Linked DNA regions of Sus scrofa: regions 2 and 3 are each linked to region 1. Evidence: chromatin contacts called from public Hi-C and HiChIP or PLAC-seq data. All regions are on one chromosome and are shown on one strand. The core of a region is the stretch at or near the end of the contact, and the rest is flanking DNA. Distances in the headings are between cores, read along the strand shown.

Region 1 (3,938 bases), core at 731-3,230:
ACTAATTAAATGGGGGCGGTGTCTCCGCAGGTGATGTAAATAGGAATCCCACCCAAATTGTGATTGCATGTTTTGCAAAACCTTCAAAGGACAATGGAGTTGGGCAGCTAACATACATTTCGTTTGTTTTAAATCTGAATTTCCAGGATCTGATCATGTTTCTTGACCATCAGTGCCTTTCAATACAGGATTTGTCAATTTTTCCATTCAGAAGGTAGCTCACAACATCCTGGATTTTAGAAGCGCCACAGAAGGAGGCTCGTTTGACTTACCCTTACAACAGCTGGAAGGCTGTTTTAAAAACTCTCTCACCACTCCCCAGGTAATGAATCTTCAAAAATGAAGGCTACCTTTACCTAAGGAAAAGGCTGTGGAAGGGAAATCAGTAGAGCAGAAGCAGCTCTAAATGCTGCTCTTGCTTTTATCTATTTTTAAATGATTGTAACTGACACCTTTAATCAGTGGTTTCAAAGTTTGGATGGGTTCATCAAAACGTAACATGCATGACAGTGGTGCTATTTTACCAGTCTTTCGGGGGTTGACTTTTTTGCCTTAAATGTTTCAAAAAATCTAACAACTCAAGTACAGCGTCATGCCTATAGTTAACGGTACTGTATTGTACACTTAAACGTGTATTAAGACAGTAGATCTCAGGTTAAGTGTTCTTACCACAATTTTTAAAAAGAAAGAAAACTGACTTTAATGACTCGATGAATGTTTGCATCAGCCATTTTGACAAGCTTGATGGCTTTGCAGCAGCCTTCATTCCTGTTGTCAGACAAGATATTGCTGTGTCCACCCAAAAAGGGGAGATTCAATCATGCAGCTAACACAAGTAAAAGGAATAACTTTTGACTAAAACACTCAAAGATTTCAGGCAAAAGTACTAGAGCCCGAGTTACCTGGGTCGTTTTCTCAGATTGTCATTACACTTTATCTTGCAAAGCCTTCACAAATCGCTCCTTTGGGTCATCCTTTATGTTTATTTTGCCCTAACTCTTGACATTGCCATAAGGAGAAAGAAGCTTTTAAAATTATTGCCAAGCCAAAATAAACAGACATTAAAAAACAACAATAGTTTCTCAAAAGTGTCAGAATGAAGGCGAATTTGGCTACTTAAATATATGCAAATATGCTTGATTGACCCTACGTTGTTTTATCCTGTTCTAATTCATAAGGAAACAATGGACTTTGTTCCCCACTGGAGAAAATGTAAACGACTATTTAAAGCACAGCCATTCCTTATGTAAAACCAAAGTCTGCATACTTACTGTTCAATACTTTTGGTCCAAGAGACGTGATAGGAGGTGCTGGCTCAGCTGTGGGCTCCCCAGGCTGCGTGTGAGGCATTGATTGGGCGTCCCTGTTCCTGGGGCTGGGGATTCAGAGGACTTAACAGGGTTCAGGGTCTCTTCCAAAGGTTTTCAAGGCACAGTTGGGTCTGTTTCCAGAAAATCTCCTATATTCCTAAGAGAAAATTCCATGCCCAGGCAAGTGCTGGAAGAAGAGCATTTTTCCCCCCTGCCCTTGAATGAACTAGGTCATTGCTGAAGCTGGAGAATAGTTTTTAGCATCACTGTGATGAAACTTGAGGGCTGTTTCTGCAGTAGGTGCAACACTTGTTGACGCTGCCTGCCGGGGAGGCCCTGGCAAAGGGGCCTGGTGAAATGCAGCCCCGGGGAGCTGATGAAACACAGACTAGCTGTCACTGGTGGCTCGGAGACCAAGCAGCGTTTGGCAAAGCCCACGCTGGCCCTCGGGTTCAGGTGCTCGCCTCTTAGAAAAGCAAAACCTCGCTGCCTGATAAAGCAATTACTGTGGGAGGAACCCCAGCAGTTCTTCTATCAAGGGTATCTGGCTCTTGAAATACACATAGGAAACCCTTGGGGATTGGGGAGGGGAGGCGAAAATAAGAGTCATGTGTAGTTCGTTTAGAGCTGGTGTTACCGTCCTTCTCTGAAGTTCTCTGAGAAAAGCAGAAGCCACAGCAAGGGAGGATCCACCCGCCCCCGCCCCCATGGTCCCCTCTCTCCCTCGCTGCCCCCCTCCCACATGTTCTCTCTCTCTTCCTATTTTGACTGCAGTAGTAAGAAGAGAGGAAGATCAGAACAAATCCAGAGAAGAAATACCATAAGCCCTATTTTTTCAGATTGTGAAGAATCGTTCCACGTTGGCAAAGTAGATTTGGTAACTCAGGCATTTCTTTCCTCGAATTTTGTCCAAATCCAAGAAAAACACAGAAAATCAGAAGTCTCATTCTGTAACCACTTTGCCTCTTTGCAAAAGTATTTTAATGTACTCTACCTGGCAACTGACAACTTAGAAAGAAACCTCTTAGGAGACTCGTGGCTAAAATTAGCTGCTTCGAGTGGGTGACTTTGAAGGGGACATAACTGTTAGATAATTACTCCCTGTTGGGTACTATAATCCTCAAAAGCAAACTTTTTTCATACAGCGTGGTGATCTACATCACTGTACCTGATAATGAAACTTCTCACAAGACAGAAAATCATCATTTAGAATTATTAGATATCAAGTAGTATACTGTTGATGTAAATTTTTTTTTCCAGTTTTACCTTCATTTGAGAAGAAAGATACTGAACGTTGAGGGACTCTAAAATAATGACTGTCTCTTTGGGAACACATCTCTATGAACTGCAACAAAATGCAGAAATTACCAGACTTTTGTGATGGTGGATACCCGTTGGTTTTGTTTAAATCCCTGATCCTCTTCACAGAAGAAGGTCCTTTCCAGATAAGCACAGATGGCTTTAAGGTGAGACTGAAGAGAGAAGGAAGGTGTGATGATAAAAAATAAACAAATGTTATCGCACACAGAAGGACAGGATAAAGCAAAAAGGACCCGGTGTCCCAACACAGTAGATAGATGTGAGGTGATCTTGAAAGAAGGGTTGCCTAGAAGCTCTTACATGGAAAAGTTGCCACTCATCATGAAACTTAATTTTGTTCTTCACAAACAATTTGAAAGACAACTCCCTCAACTCCTACCATTCATCTCCTAGCAAAATAAATTTAAGGAGGGGTTCCCTTGTGGGCACAGCAGGTTAAGGATCAGGTGTTGTTACTGTTTTGGCACAGGTTCGATCCCTGGTCTAGGAACTTCCACATGCCTTTGGGCATGGCCAAAATTAATTAGTTAATTAATTTAAGGGGCATAGGATTTAAATATATATACATGTAATGATATATAATACAATATTATATTATATATTATATTACATATATATAATGGTCATCTTATTAGCCTGCAGCCATAGAATTTCTTACATTTGGTGTAGCATGAATGGAAAAAAAATCAGAAACAGAGATCTTGGATTAAACTCAGGCCAGGTCACTGTACTGAATTTTTTTATGCTTATTCTAGGAGGGGATAAGAAGGAGATAGAAGGAGAGATGTTGATGAGAAAAAGAGGGGTGTAAAAAAGAAAGAAAAAAAATAAACAGGCAACCAATTTGACTGACAAAAAAGAAAAAGAGGGGCGTATATCCGTGTCCCTCTGATAGCATCAAAAAATACGTGCATTTGTGATTAAAAATAAAGACCTAAAAATGATTAGCATCATTCTAAGTGAAGTCGTATGGAACAGAGAAAATATGTTTAAGTAATCTCTTTTTCTGACTATAGGAGAGGAAATTTTCCATCTAAGGAACAGAGCTAAAAATATATTTTTGTATAAGATGTCACTTAACTGCTTTTCTGAAAGGCCTCTGGCGCTTTATTTCCTTAGCGTCTCGAATGAATGGGTGCTGTGCAATCCACCAGCCACTCTCCAGTGCCTGGTACTGGGATCTAGTCAGTTTCCAATGCATCTGACTATTTCAAGCAAATCCATGAGGTTCTTAAGCTGCCCTTCGCTGCCATCACTTGGACTTGGATTGGTACATGAGGGGTTCATCACTTACTTTATTCCTCCTGG
Region 2 (3,938 bases), core at 523-3,022, 120 kb after region 1:
CTGTTGCTTACTGTGCACCAAGCACTATGTTCCACATTCAACACACATGAATCATCTCAACTCTCACAACAACCCTACCTGCAAAGTCGAAAGTGAAGCCAGAGGAAGTTAAGCGCTTTGTGGACTATTGACAAGTCTGAGGACAGCTGTGCTGAGTGAGAGTCACGAGAAAGATGCTAGTTGGGGTCCCACTCCTTCCAGTGAGAAATGAATGGGATCTTTTTATTTGGAGGTGGAGGGCATAGATCCGCTTAGGGATTAGATGCAGGCTTACGTGCTCTGTGCTACTGGACCCTGGGTTCTTCTGTGTTGATGATGTGCCAACAATAAAAAGTCACCTCACTCATGAATGGGTGACTGAGTCTCTTCAATGTGACACATAATATCATGACATCTTCCAGATTGAAACAATGGTGTTGTAGGAATTACTAAAAACAGCAAGACGGGAGTTCCTGTTGTGACTCAGAGGTAACAAACCTGACTAGTATTCCTGACGATGTAGGTTCGATCCCTGGCCTCGCCCAGTGGGCTAAGGATCAGGTGTTGCTGTGAGCTGGGCGTAGGTTGCAGAAGCAGCTGGGATCCCACGTTGCTGTGGCTGTGGTATAGGCTGGCAGCTGTAGCTCAGATTCAACCCCTAGCCTGGGATCTTCCGTGTGCTGCAGATGCAGCCATAAAAAGATTAAATAAATAAACAGCAAGACATTTATTTTATTTCTAAGGGACTTAAATCATGTTTGTAAAATACACTAGCACCTTACACGTTATATGTCGTTGGAAAGAGCGGTCACTTTTAGGGTGGCTATGTTTTTGGATCCAAAACTCACATCTTTAAGTACCAAGACATCTAAAAATTACTAGTGACAGAACCTCTCTAAAGCGTATGGCACATCTAGTTCATAGAGTTTGCTGACGTGTTTAGGCTTGGATGGTTTTATTGATCTACCTTAAGGCCATCAGGACTTGTATTATCCTGACGGAAAACTAAGACTAGGAAGAGGATGGAAGGTTTTCCTTTGTTTTTGCAATGTGTGTGTGTAGGAAATAAAAGCTAAGTGGGAAGAAGGAACATGAGGAGGTGGACATGGAGCAGGAGAGATGAAGGAGGCGGGGGAGGGAGGACCACAGCAAAATGTAGGGAGAAGATGGAGCAGAAGTTGAGAATCCCTGCAGTAGAGGGGACCTCAGTGGGAGAAGCCATCAAGGAGCTCCGAAAATAGAAATGCTAAGGAGAATACTTAGTCGTTTGGACAGGCTGGCCAGAAAATGCCAAGTGTGAATTCCCAAGGCTGAGGGCCAGGACCAGCCGCCAAGCAGGGCCTTCGGGGAGAGGCTCCTCTTTATCAAAGGGAAAGACTGCCCTCCCTCGACCTCTTTCTCACACCTCCTCCCCTGCTGCAGCAAGTCCAGGCTGCACCCCCACTTTCAGCACGTAAGCAGCCAACTTTGTGTTGCCCACTGGCCCCTCGGTGGGCTTCTCCACCCAGGGTGGGTCTGAGGAGCCTAATGACTCCCCCAGACTTTGAAATAAGGGCCCTTGGGTGCCTACAGCTCCCACCACCTCTGAAAAAGAAAGGCCACTCCTCCCCTGCACCGGGCCCAGCTGGGGCCTCTGCACAAAGGAGCCGAGCCAGGCCCTGTTGCTGAGGGAACCGGCAGCCAGCCCAGCCCCCTTCCCACAGAAACAGCCAGAGGAGAAGAGCAAAGGATTAAATTGCCCTAATCTCCAGGCTTCAGAGGAGGCCGGGAGCCTGGCCAGCATGAGATGGCAGCTCCCCATTGGCCCAGAGGAAGCAGGAGGCCACACACAGCCTGGTGCTCCGGCTCCCTTCTGCCCCACCTCCACTGCCCTCTCTGCCACCACAAAGCCCCCAGAGCGGGACCACCAGTTCTGCCTCCCAGACCCAGGATGGGAGGGCCAAAGGCTGCCCTGATGGACTCTTCTGATCCCTCAGGCACTTGGATGGAGGAGGAACTGGCTGCCCCAGTGAAAGACTCGATTTTGTTTGCTTCTGACTCATTGTCTGGTGGAGGTAAATCAAATTGCCTTCTACCTGCCGTCAGGGTGAAGCCAATATACACAAAAAGTGTGCCTCTGCTACAGCAACCACCCCCTTCATTCTCCCCGGCTCCGCTGGCAGGGCTGCAGCTTTGCTGGGAGGAACTCCGGAAAGGTGTTCTTTAAGTGCCTAGGTGACTTCAGTGATTCTCTGGGCTGAGAACCACTGGGACTATGTTGGAGATGAGCCAGCAGGAGACTCAGAACACAGTTTTTTTGACTTGACACAGTGTTCTTTCTGCCATATTCCTTTTTCTGCTTAAAAACAATTTTTTTGAAAGTAATACACATACACTTAGGAAATTTATAAAACATAGAAAGGGATAAAGAAGAATATTAGATCACCCATAAACCCTCATCCCCCAGAGTTACACACTGCTAATATTTTGGGTTATCTTTTTATCTATTTTTACATATTTCATTTATGAAAAGGTCATACAGAATTTTATGCCTTTTTATCCTTTGTAACCTGAAAGGTGGCTTCTTATACACAGCTGGACAAACTGAGTTGGCAATTCTTTTAGCAGGCTGTTTGGCAATGAGTACCAAGAATTCTTTTTTTTTTTTTTTTTTTTTTTTTTGGTCTTTTTAGGGCTGCACCCTCAGCATTTGGAGGATCCCAGGCTAGGAGTCCAGTCGGAGCTGTAGCTGCTGGCCCTACACCACAGCCACAGCAATGCCAGATCTGAGCCATGTCTGCAACCTACACCACAACTCAAGGCAACAAAGGATCCTTAACCCACTCAGCAAGGCCAGAGATTGAACCTGAGTCCTCATGGATACTAGTCAGAGTTGTTTCTGTTGAGCCACAAACAGGAACTCCCCCCAAAATATTTTTAAATGACTGCCTTTTAGCCCGCTATTCCATTTCTAGTAATCTGTCTTCAGAAAAAAATCAGACGCATGCAAAAATTTATTTACAGAGAACTTCATTCTAGTGTTAAAATAGCCAAAATTATCAACTTCATAAATAATGTACAAAATTACAGGGAGCGTTAAATAAATTGTGGTTACTCATGAGGTGGTATGTTTTGTGGTCATTAAAAATCATGTTGTGGGGAGTTCCCTGGTGGTCTAGTGTTTAAGATTTGGTGCTTTCACCACTGCGGCCTGGGTTCAATCCCTGGTCTGCAAACTGAGATCCCACATAAAGCTGCTACATGTTGTGGCCAACAAATTAATAAGAAAAATAAAAATCACGTTTTCAAAGAATGTGTGCTAGAGATGATAATCTTTCTTTCCCACATTCCCTCTACACACTGAGACATTGGTTTTCGAGGGCATCTTACAGGAAGATCCCTTCTCTGATTTTACTGTAATCCCTTTGGATCCTGCAGGAATACTGATCTTTCTTTCCAGATCACTCCTAACTTTTATTCTCCATACCCAACATTTTGGCAGTTCATTCTTTTTATATGTACTATTTTACTTGCGATCTGGTGTATGTGTGTATGAATGGGTATTGATGTATTGATGTATGATGTACGATTTTGTGTGTATGTGTGTACTATGAGAGAACTCAGGATTATAAACTGTTTGAGGGGAGGGCCATGATTTCCACATCTTCATTCTTTGTCAGCTCTTTGGTTTCAGCAAATCTGATATTCATTTTCCTCAATTCTGTTCCAATTCTACTAACAACGTTTTGAGTGCATAAGCTATACTTCCCTCCTTCCTGTCTTACCAACTTCTTCAGTGGTATCACCTAAACCATCCTCCTTTGGAACACTCACATTCAAATCTTTGGCACCACTGGTCACTGGATCCTAACACGGGTTTGCAGTTCAAGTCTTGGCACGTGTCTTTCCATGCCACCTCTCCACTCTCAGCAGCATCCCCATCCCTGCCCTCCTGAACAGCACTGTCCCTCTGCTGGACC
Region 3 (3,938 bases), core at 480-2,979, 85 kb before region 1:
ATTTGGTTCATTTATATATATATATATATATATATAATGAGCTGTAGTACACATCTATTGACCATTATACATACAAAGTTTGGGTAGCTTCCTGGACATGATTTGAGCTGTGCAGGAAGATTGGTTGAAAACACCACAACCCTCTGAGGTTTCCTCCCCTGCCTGAATTTCCACTGCCTATGTCAGTCGTTATTTTAAGATCTTGCCATCATCACAGCATCAGTGCCAAACATTTATGGACTAGCTGCCATGTGTAGAATTCTCTGGAAAAAACTGTCAAGTGCTTGGCAAAGGGCTCAAATTAAAAGTCCCCTATTTGCCTGGATGTCGCCCACCCAATACTGCTTACTAGCCTATCAGACTAGTCTGCAGAGGACAAAACACAGGACAGGTAAGCTTTGATTAGTGTGGCTTGGTCACTGGACTGTCACAGCCATGGTATTGTGCCTTGATTTACAAAGCAGTGGTGTTCCTACTAAGGTTTGCTCCTTCCTCCCCCTTCTCTATAAACTCCGACTTTAAAGGAGCCCAGTGAAGCCCCATGGAGGAAGAAATATGGTGAATCCTTGACCATGGACAACTCATCCACTTGAGTATTTACTGAGCATCTACCATATATGCTAAGCTCTGTGCTAAGGACTGGGAAGCATCAGTGAGCATCACCAAGACAGCTGGCCTTTTGGAAGTGAGGTTCCAGCAACAAGCCTTACTGGTTGGTCCACTGCAGATGTGAAATTCCATAAAATGTGATGGTCACCAATGGGATTTGCTTGAAGTGGAGCCTTTAACAGCGCAATACTTACTTGCCAAGGCTCAAGGCATTAGTTCCAAGGCCAGGCTCCTTGGAGGCCAACTCAGAAAGGGAAACCACAAGACTCACACATTTCAAATGAGTCAGACCTTTTCTCTCAGGGAGAGAGCTTAGTTAAATCATCATGAACTCCAGCAAATGATTCTCTTACTGCTCAGCTATTCTCATGGAGTGAGTGGCAGAACTCAGGTGGCTTTGTTGGGTAGGAAAATTATTCTCATTCAGGTGCAGGGGAGGAGGGTTTAGGGCTCTAGGTGGAAACACCCAGCAAAGTGTGGGGACTCAGCACTGGCCACCTGCTTCAGCCCATATTGCATGCATGACCCCAAGTAATCTCTTTAGCCTCTGTGACCCTCTGTCTCTTCCTCTAAGACTAACCACACGCACGTCAGCACTCTGGCACTCACTGACACTCGTTTCCCTTGTTCTGTGAAAAGACAGTAGGGGCTAAGGCAGAAAACGGAGCCAACTCCAATGAGCAGAGCAGTGTGCTTTTGGGGCTTTATGTTCACTCATGATATAATAAGTCTGAAATACTGATACTAGCATCTCTTCTTTACTGATGAGGTCAAGAGCCTGGCTCCAATCACAAAACAGAAACCCCGGTAAGTAAGGGAAGCTGAGCATTAGGAATTGCTAACTGCAATAGGATAACTGCAATGTACCAGGAAAGCCTAAAGGTGCACTAAGGGAGGTGGGGTCCCAAGGAGGGACCACCTGGAAGGGGCACAGACCTAGCTGGAGGTATAACCAGGCCATCCAACAGCAGAAGTTTGATGAGATGGCGAGGCCAGAGCTGGTCTGGAATTGCTGGGTGAGCAGTACACCACCTTTCTGTGTGAAGGCAGGAAGCCAGCGGTCAGCACCCAGCGTGCAGTCGTACAGTGGGAGTCGGGGACCAGCAGAGGCTTGACAGAGCGGGTGAGCGACACGCAGTGGGGGTAGGGAGAGGGAACGACAGCCCATATATAGCCCTTGTGGGGGCTGGTGGAAGGAGTCTGGATATTGGTGTTGGCAGGAAGCCCTAAGTAGGCTGGCCACGCGAAGCTGTGGTTTCTGAGTCGAGGGCTACAGGAAGGTTATCATTAGGCCAAGGCTACCAGGCTGCAGATGGACCATGTTCCGGGCTCTGTGGCTGGGCAGCCTCTATGGGATGACCTCCACCCTCATCTCCCTGACCCCACAAGCACTGCTGAGAAGAAAAGGACTCCTCTTCCGCCCACACCCTCTGCCGAGCGTCACATCGAAAAGGAGGGATGGGAATGGAATTCTGTTATCACCAAGCACATACTGAAGGGTGTTTTTGGAACTGAGAGGCAGTAATTAAGAACTGGCCTTGAGATCACTGATGTCAGGGTTAGAAATATCTCCCCAGGGTCCCCATAGTCAATGGCAGAGCCAGGATTTAAAGCTAAGTCTATCTGGCTCAAAAGGCCTTTCAACTCGGGCTTTCTAACAAGAGTAATTAAAAGAAAATCCCACTGAAGGGCTGGGAACACCCTCATTTAAACCCAGGACACCTGAGTTCTTGAGACACGTTGGTTTTACAACTATAATGGTCCTTATTCCACCCAACATGACCATGTGTTTATTGGCTTCCTCCCAAGCTGAGGACAGGATTGTGTTACTTGAATTTTTAGAACTTTAGGACATACTAAGGACCTAATATTGCTGAATGAATATACAGATGAATGAGTACAGGAGAGGGAAGGGTAGTCCAGATTTAGCAATACTTCCAAACCTGTTGTTTTGAAAGCAGCGTTAAGCTTGAAAACACTCTGCTTGCACAAAGGTCTCCCGCCCCATCTGTCCAACATGCCTGATTCTCCAAGCACCTTGTTTCTATCTGTTGGCCTTTCCAAAAATTCTGCCTAAGCATGCCCCCCCCACCCCCAAGCCCATGAAGGTGTGTCGTCTCTTCACCCACCCCCTGAAGTGCAGGCTTATCTTCATTAGTGGGAGTGTCCTGGATGCCACCAAGGGCATGACACTAATTTGAGTAGCTGACAATAGAAGGTGGATAAGATCCCTCCTTCTCAGATAGCTTGCAATCCAGCTGCAGAGACAAGATGTACGTGGAAAAGATAAATAGCCATTCTTGCCAAGCTGTGCTAGTGGCTAAAAGGATAGACATTAACGAGCAGAGCTGCTCCGGTGGTGGGGAGAAGGTCGCAGCTAAATACTCTTCCACTCAGTAGCTAAGATCCCTGCAGGGCAAAACCATGAGGCTGCTCTCACATTCTATGTATAAATGTTTAGGTGGGAGTTCCCGTCGTGGTGCGAGTTCCCGTCGTGGCTCAGTGGTTAACGAATCTGACTAGGAACCATGAGGTTGTGGGTTCGGTCCCTGCCCTTGCTCAGTGGGTTAACGATCTGGCGTTGCCGTGAGCTGTGGTGTAGGTTGCAGACGCGGCTCGGATCCCGCGTTGCTGTGGCTCCGGCGTAGGCGGGTGGCTACAGCTCCGATTAGACCCCTAGCCTGGGAACCTCCATATGCCACGGGAGTGGTCCAAGAAATAGCTAAAAAAAAAAAAAAAAAAAAAAAAAAAAAAATGTTTAGGTGATTCTTGGCTATTTCAGTACTGTCTCAGGAATGTTCTTCTATGATTAGAGTGGAAAGGAGTTAACTAATTCAACAGCATCCCCAATCCCCTTTCTCCCTTGACACCTCCAAGCAGAAAGCCTGGAAAGCCACAGATCTTCCTAGCCTCCTGCATAGCTAGAAGGGGCCAAGGGGTCAGCTAGTGAGACAGGGGGAATTCCACCAAGGAACATCCAGAGAAGCTTTGCTTTTTATGTAGACATATAAAATAGATATGGTGCAGACTTCGCCTACCCCCCTTCCTTCTTCCTGTGAAGATATGATGCATCTTCCAGTCCTAAGGCAAACAAAACAGCACAAGAATGAAAAGCCAGCAACGCTGTGGCTGGTGGAGCAGAGGACAGACTAGAGAGCTGACAGGCAGCCTCCCTCAGCCACTGGAGCACCCAGGTCTTCTACCCCCAGCCTTTTTGTGAAGTGAACAAAAGTCCTTCGGTTTGAGGCCACTGGGAGTTGGCAATTCTGTTAGCTGCAGCTAAAAGCTTTCCTAATGGAAACAAGAGGAGAGCACATGGCTGTGGATGA

Evidence for each region. Hi-C and Micro-C count contacts between places; a contact is called where the count stands out from the background. HiChIP or PLAC-seq counts read pairs in DNA pulled down with a chosen protein or histone mark.
Region 2: a contact with region 1 is called in a Hi-C map of fetal heart ventricle, with 2.8 times the contacts expected there. The contact joins the enhancer-like site here to the promoter of ALPK2 in region 1. A contact is called at or near these places in 8 of 47 Hi-C or Micro-C datasets (alveolar macrophages, embryonic fibroblasts, fetal heart ventricle and 4 more) and 1 of 2 datasets of contacts at active chromatin or transcription factors (alveolar macrophages).
Region 3: an H3K27ac HiChIP or PLAC-seq map of skeletal muscle shows a contact between it and region 1. The contact joins the enhancer-like site here to the promoter of ALPK2 in region 1. A contact is called at or near these places in 1 of 5 promoter capture datasets (liver), 17 of 47 Hi-C or Micro-C datasets (alveolar macrophages, brain, embryonic fibroblasts and 8 more) and 2 of 2 datasets of contacts at active chromatin or transcription factors (alveolar macrophages and skeletal muscle).

What each region holds. Positions count from the first base shown.
Region 1 is chr1:162,173,285-162,177,222 of Sscrofa11.1, reverse strand. ALPK2 (alpha-protein kinase 2) reads right to left here and starts at 1,980. Exons shown (of 14, transcript XM_001925970.7): 1 at 1,272-1,980. The coding sequence starts at 1,350.
Region 2 is chr1:162,055,150-162,059,087 of Sscrofa11.1, reverse strand. No RefSeq gene overlaps it. Among named protein-coding and RNA genes, the nearest start is that of ZNF532, 71 kb to the right of the region's middle. Within about 2 kb of position 1,772, at least 53 of the 83 cell types and tissues checked have an H3K27ac peak or open chromatin away from gene starts, as enhancers often do. A contact at or near this core is called in embryonic fibroblasts, skeletal muscle and subcutaneous adipose tissue, where this site is marked.
Region 3 is chr1:162,257,897-162,261,834 of Sscrofa11.1, reverse strand. All of the region lies in intron 5 of ALPK2 (alpha-protein kinase 2), which reads right to left. Among named protein-coding and RNA genes, the nearest start is that of MIR122, 70 kb to the left of the region's middle. Within about 2 kb of position 1,729, at least 34 of the 83 cell types and tissues checked have an H3K27ac peak or open chromatin away from gene starts, as enhancers often do. A contact at or near this core is called in alveolar macrophages, embryonic fibroblasts, fetal skeletal muscle and 2 more, where this site is marked.